2 separate regions of the Sus scrofa genome follow, and region 1 is linked to region 2. A link is a contact called in public Hi-C data. All regions are on one chromosome and are shown on one strand. Each heading gives the region's core, a stretch centred on a gene start, on an enhancer-like site or on the middle of the called end of the contact. The rest is flanking DNA. Distances are from core to core; before and after follow the strand shown. Region 1 holds the start of LIN7C (protein lin-7 homolog C). Region 2 holds the start of BDNF (brain derived neurotrophic factor).

What was found. Hi-C and Micro-C count contacts between places; a contact is called where the count stands out from the background.
Region 1: a Hi-C map of embryonic fibroblasts shows a contact between it and region 2, with 4 times the contacts expected there. The contact joins the promoter of LIN7C here to the promoter of BDNF in region 2. A contact is called at or near these places in 2 of 47 Hi-C or Micro-C datasets (embryonic fibroblasts and heart right ventricle).

The regions. Positions count from the first base shown.
Region 1 is chr2:32,843,556-32,846,255 of Sscrofa11.1, reverse strand. LIN7C (protein lin-7 homolog C) reads right to left here and starts at 1,328. Exons shown (of 5, transcript XM_003122904.4): 1 at 997-1,328. The coding sequence starts at 1,033.
Region 2 is chr2:32,643,347-32,646,046 of Sscrofa11.1, reverse strand. BDNF (brain derived neurotrophic factor) reads right to left here and starts at 1,386. Exons shown (of 2, transcript NM_214259.2): 1 at 1,242-1,386.

The sequences.
Region 1 (2,700 bases), core at 79-2,578, 200 kb before region 2:
TACTTAACACTCAGACAGTAAATGCAAAAGTTAATATCTGCAAGATATTTTCAATCTCCATCCTATACTTTATCACTAGTACTCCATATGTGTACTTCATACTTTTTGACTCTTACGACTCCTAATACTAGCATGTCAAAAGTATGCATGAAGTTATTTGAAAAAAAGGACTTGGGAGGAAAGAGGGGAATGCTGAAAATCTTCAACAGGCCTCTTCTAGGCTCATAGCTATGTACTTTAACTGGCTTTTCGATTTCCAGTCATTCAGCAGAAAGGTTTTATTTTCCTTGACAGCCTGCTCTACAAAGCAAGCACCCAGCCAGTTAGCAATTGTAGGATTTGTAAAGAAGGAAAAAAACTACACTATTAAGTATTTTACAATCTACCACAATTCCAACTAGTTATGTAACCTTCTTCCCTGGACATTAGTAAGATTGTTTTTAAAGCACCTTCTCCGTACGGGGAGGGGGACCACAGCCAGAACACAACCCGATAGAAATACAAGTGGGGTTGTGGTCGAAGTAACGACAGCGTTCGTGCATAAATAAGGTGGGTTCTGTGGCAATGTACTGTGAAGCCGGGCTGTGTGAGTAAGGCGGGGACACTGGATTGTGCACAGGTCAATACGGGCAGTGAGTGTAGTCTGTACAACTGGGCGTGTGATGTTTGCTTAGCTAGACACGTCTCCGAACGCTGCGTCTGCCATACCCATCCAGAGAACGCGTGTGCAGAGTGTGTTTGCGAACGCAGACAGGTGGGGTCGAACAGTACTGTGCTTCGCGACTGTCCGTGTGAATAGAGGTGGGTCTGGGTATCAGTCAAGAGCAGCAAGCTCTCCCCCTGGGGCCAGGCGCAGCAACGTCGGCGGCCACCGGCGCCAGCGCGAAGAAAAGACTGATTCCAGATCTCAGAGCTTAGCTGCCCCCCACCCCCACGGCGGAAAGGCACTCCCCCACCTTCTCCGTCCACGACAGTCCCGGCCTAGTCCCCACTCACCCCTCTCCAGTCGCACAGGTTCCCCCAACGCCGCCATCTTCTCCCTTTGCCTGCAGACCCACAGGAAATGACGATAGAGGGGCTGCGGTGGAGGGGCGGGGCTTAGCAGGAGCCGGGAGCAACCGAGCCAGTATCGCGAGAGCGGGAGCAACCGAGCTGGGGCTCGCGGGGATCTTCCCGTGGGCTGAGCGGGCTCCAGAGGGTGGCCTTGGGCTGCATCTTCAGTGCTTGTCAGGTTCTCCAATCCCCCGGCCTCCTATAGTTGAAAAGAGTCTCCCTCCCAATTCTTTCCCCATTCTTAGCTATCCCACCCGTTTGCAACCCTTGGCTCCATGTGGTGGAGTCTGGATTCTTGTTACCCCTTGGTTCTGTGAGCCTGGACTGCTCACTTACCTTCTTTCGGCCTCAGTCTTCCCCTCTGTCGGACAAAGAGTCCGATCTCCGATTTCTTTAGATTCTAAGTGAGATTCGGTGACGTGTGTAAGTGAGATATTATAAATTCCGCATTTGTGGCTCCATTGCTTTAATTAATTTACCAATCCAAGGCATAGATCTTCCCTAGAAATCTGAGAATAAGGATAGAAAGTACGGAGTTCCCCGTCCTGGCGCAGCGGAAACGAATCCTACTAGGAACCATGAGATTTCGGGTTCCATCCCTGGCCTTGCTCGGTGGGTTAAGAATCCGGCATTGCTGTGAGCTGTGGGCTCAGATCTGCCATTGCTGTGGCTGTGGTGTAGGCCTGCAACTACAGCTCCAATTAGACCCCTAACCTGGGAACCTCCATATGCCCTGGGTGCGGCCCTAAAAAACACAAAAGGCAAAAAAAAAAAGGATGGAAAGTGCAAAAGTCATGAAACACTCTTGGGTGAGTGAGAAAACAAGACACTTGGGTGCATCTCAAAGTAGGAATTTTTAAAAGCTCATCAAAAACCTTATATAAATGAAATATTAGGAAGCAAATAATATTCTTAAAACACTCTAGATTCTTAGGACTACTTTTGAAAATTTCATGAGCCAAAACCAATTTTAGGCCTTAATTTGAGTGTGAAATATTAATTTGCCCAGCATTTCAATTCCACTAGTATTTATTCAAGCTCCAGTCTGCACTGCTAATCTGTGGGGTGCTCTTACAAAGGAGTGTTTAACACTTCATGACAAGATGGTTTTAACGACCTCTCTGTTGCCCCATACATCCTTTCCATTCAACTATAGTATTTTCTTCTCTTCCATCATGAATGCCACCATTAGACTCTTTTTTCCCCCTTGAACCCTGATTCCATCATCAAAGGTTACTGCTCAAAAACTTTCAATGGCTTCCCCCCCCCCAATTCCTATTCCTAAAGCCTTGCAAACTCTGATCCTAACTCATCTAACCTCATTTCTCATCCCTCAAATGGAATAACCACTCCAGTAGAGGTGGAATGTTTAAAACCATGCTTCTTCTTGCTTCCAAGTCTTCATTTATTTTGTACTTATGTAGAATGCCTTTCTTCATCGCTTCTAGTTTTCCATACTCTGTACATCCTCAAACTGAACCCATCCTCCAGGTCTGTGGAAGATATGCCACTTCCACTAAGTTTCCCTTTTGGCCATTCTGTTTCCCTTCTTTGGTCCTTAATGGCCCTTATGTCCTGCAAAAGCATTCATGTACTTTTCATCTCTTATTCATTGCTGTCATTTGTTGCTACAGATGTTCAAGAACT
Region 2 (2,700 bases), core at 137-2,636:
TTGCCTCTTCCCATAACTTCTTCAGTGCCCCCAGTCAACTTTCCCCGGCAGACGCGCGGCTCCCGCGCCAAGCCCCACGCTCGATGCTCGCCTACCTCTGGGTCCACACAAAGCTCAAGGGTCCCCAGCGGCGGAGTCACATCCTTGTCCCGCTCCTGGCCCCTGAGCCCCGCCCCGGTCCCCGTCGCGGAGCCGCTCGCCGCCGGCCCCACAGCAGCGTTGGCAGCTGCAGTTCAAGCGTCTCATCAAAGCTTCACAAGGAGGAGCTGGGGGGCGCGCAGGGCCGGCTCCTCGGCCCCGCCCGGGAGCCCGCGGCGCGACGGGGTGCGCGGGACAGCTAGCCGGCGGGTGCGCCCCGGCGCGGCGGCGTCTGCAGCGCGGACTAGGAGCTCCAGCCTGCGCCTGGAGCCGGGGTCAGACATTATTTAGCTCTTCGGTTGAGCTTCTATTGGTCAAACGGCGCCGCCCCCCCCGCCCCCCTCCTCCCGCTCGCCCGCGCCACCGAGACCCGTGCGGGGTGGCTGCTTAAAGGGAACGCCGCGCCTTTTCCTCTCCCCCAGCTCGGCCCCTAGGACTCCCTGGGCTGCTGGGGCTCCCCTGGCCCGCGCGCCGCGTTCCGCCTTTCTTCTCGGCCCCGCGACGTGACCCCGCGAGCCCCGCGCCCGTACCTAGGGCGCCCCATCAGGACCGCGCGCCACGCCCGCCGTCGGGAGGAGTGACCTAGTCCCGGCCCGGGGGAACCCCGCGTCCGGTGCCCTCCGCGGAAGCCCTGGCTCTGCGCGCGGGGGCGCGAGGGAGTAAGCGGGAATCCAGCGCCCCCGGGGTCTCGCTCCCCTCCCTGGCCACTCCCTACGCCCCATCCCAGCACCCAAGTTCTGTGGGAGAGGGCGTGCGTTTCCCGGGCCACAGACACACCTTCCCGCACCTTCCGGCACGACGGAGCTGGCAAATGTGAGCACACAATGAAATCGCACAGAGCATGGGGGCTATTGGTTTACTCCGCTGCCTTAAACACACGGGCTTAAACAGAGTTCGTGCACTGACCTCTCCGGAGTTTGCCTAATAGGAATTCGATCAAGATAATAACGGCATTTTTTATTAATGAACGCCCCCAGATAACGTTACACCAAGTTACTTGCTCCAGCCAAGAAGCCGAGGCAATGACAGATCTCACTAAAGCCACACGGTTTCTAGCCGACCAGAGAAAAACGGAAAGAGATAGAAAGAAAAAAGAAACCCACCTTTTCAGTCACTACTTGTCAAAGTAAACATCAAGGCAGCTGCTCTGGGGAAGACTTCGGCCCCGAAATCCCCAGACTCTATTATTTTTTCACGTTCCCTTTGGTCAAAAAGAAGGGGTAGGGGGGAATCTTTGGTGCCCGGTTTGTACTCCTTCTGTTCTGCAGCAAAGAAGTTAAATTATTGATAGTGGAAATTGCATGGCGGAGGTAATACTCGCACCCCCTGAGCGAGGAGCTCCATTTGATCTCGGCAGAGGCAGGGAGATTTCATGCTAGCTCGCCGGGGGGAGCGGCTGCGCGAGCAGCCCTCTCCGGGTGAATGAGAAAGTGGGTGGGAGTCCACGAGAGGGCTCCACGGTGCCTTGACGTGCGCTGTCATATGATACCTCCGCTGCCTCGAAATAGACACTCTAGTGCACGAATTACCAGAATCAAAATTCAGCGCATTTAAAATGATACATCTTTTATTAGAAGAGTTCCGTTCCAGGGCATTGCATGGTTCTGCAGATGTTTTCACTTCCCTCCCTAGCAAACTTACACACATAAACCAACCCTTTTAATAATGAACCTGGGCAGCAAAGATAAATAAAAGGCCTTCTGTTTCAACGTGTGTGTGTGTGTGTGTGTGTGTGTGTGTGTGCGCGCGCGCGCGCGCGCAGGGGGTAGTTGACTCAGTTAATCCTCCCCTCGAGCCCCTCCCCCCGCAGCAGAAGAGCAAACTGTCTGTCGGATACTTATTTGTCGGTAGCCAAGACCCTTGGAGAGAACTTAAGTGGCTAGGGTCCAGAGAATCATTTTCAATTTGCCATTGGACGAACGCTTTCAACTGTCTACCTGGGTTCCTGCTTTAAAGCTGAATTTCCTTTCCATTAATTCAACCGACTCGTAGGTCTGCACTAGGACAGACCTTAAAATTTAGAATAAGGAAAAAAACAGCGGTGATTAACTAGGAGTTCTTGGACCACCTCCGAGCATAGCAAATCACCTGGGTGCCTATTAAAATGCAGATTTCTCCTCTAGAAATTGTGATTTACGAAGGGTGGGGCAGCGTCCAGAAATTAGCATTTTTAAAAGCACAGCAAGCAACTGGGATGCAGAAAATATGAGGTTGCATTGTGAGAAACATTTTCTTAAGGGTTGCCTAAATGGGAGTTAGAGGACTCTCCCATTTCCCCCAAATTTGGTAGTCAGGATTGCATCTGTGCATTTTTTTTCTGTAATCTCAAAGGGGTTTGACCTAATAATTGCTAAGACTCATTGCTTTAAGAATGTCTCTAAACACTCCACAACATTAATTTGGGGGAAGGGAAAGATTTATTAACAGTTTCCCTTCCTAGACCCTCTTGTGGTTATCAAGAATGTGCTGTTGAACTGAATATATAATATCATATACTCAGTTCAGTTTACCTAACAGTTTCTAGTTTTAAAAAAATGAATGCACTTATATTGTTTTAGAGCT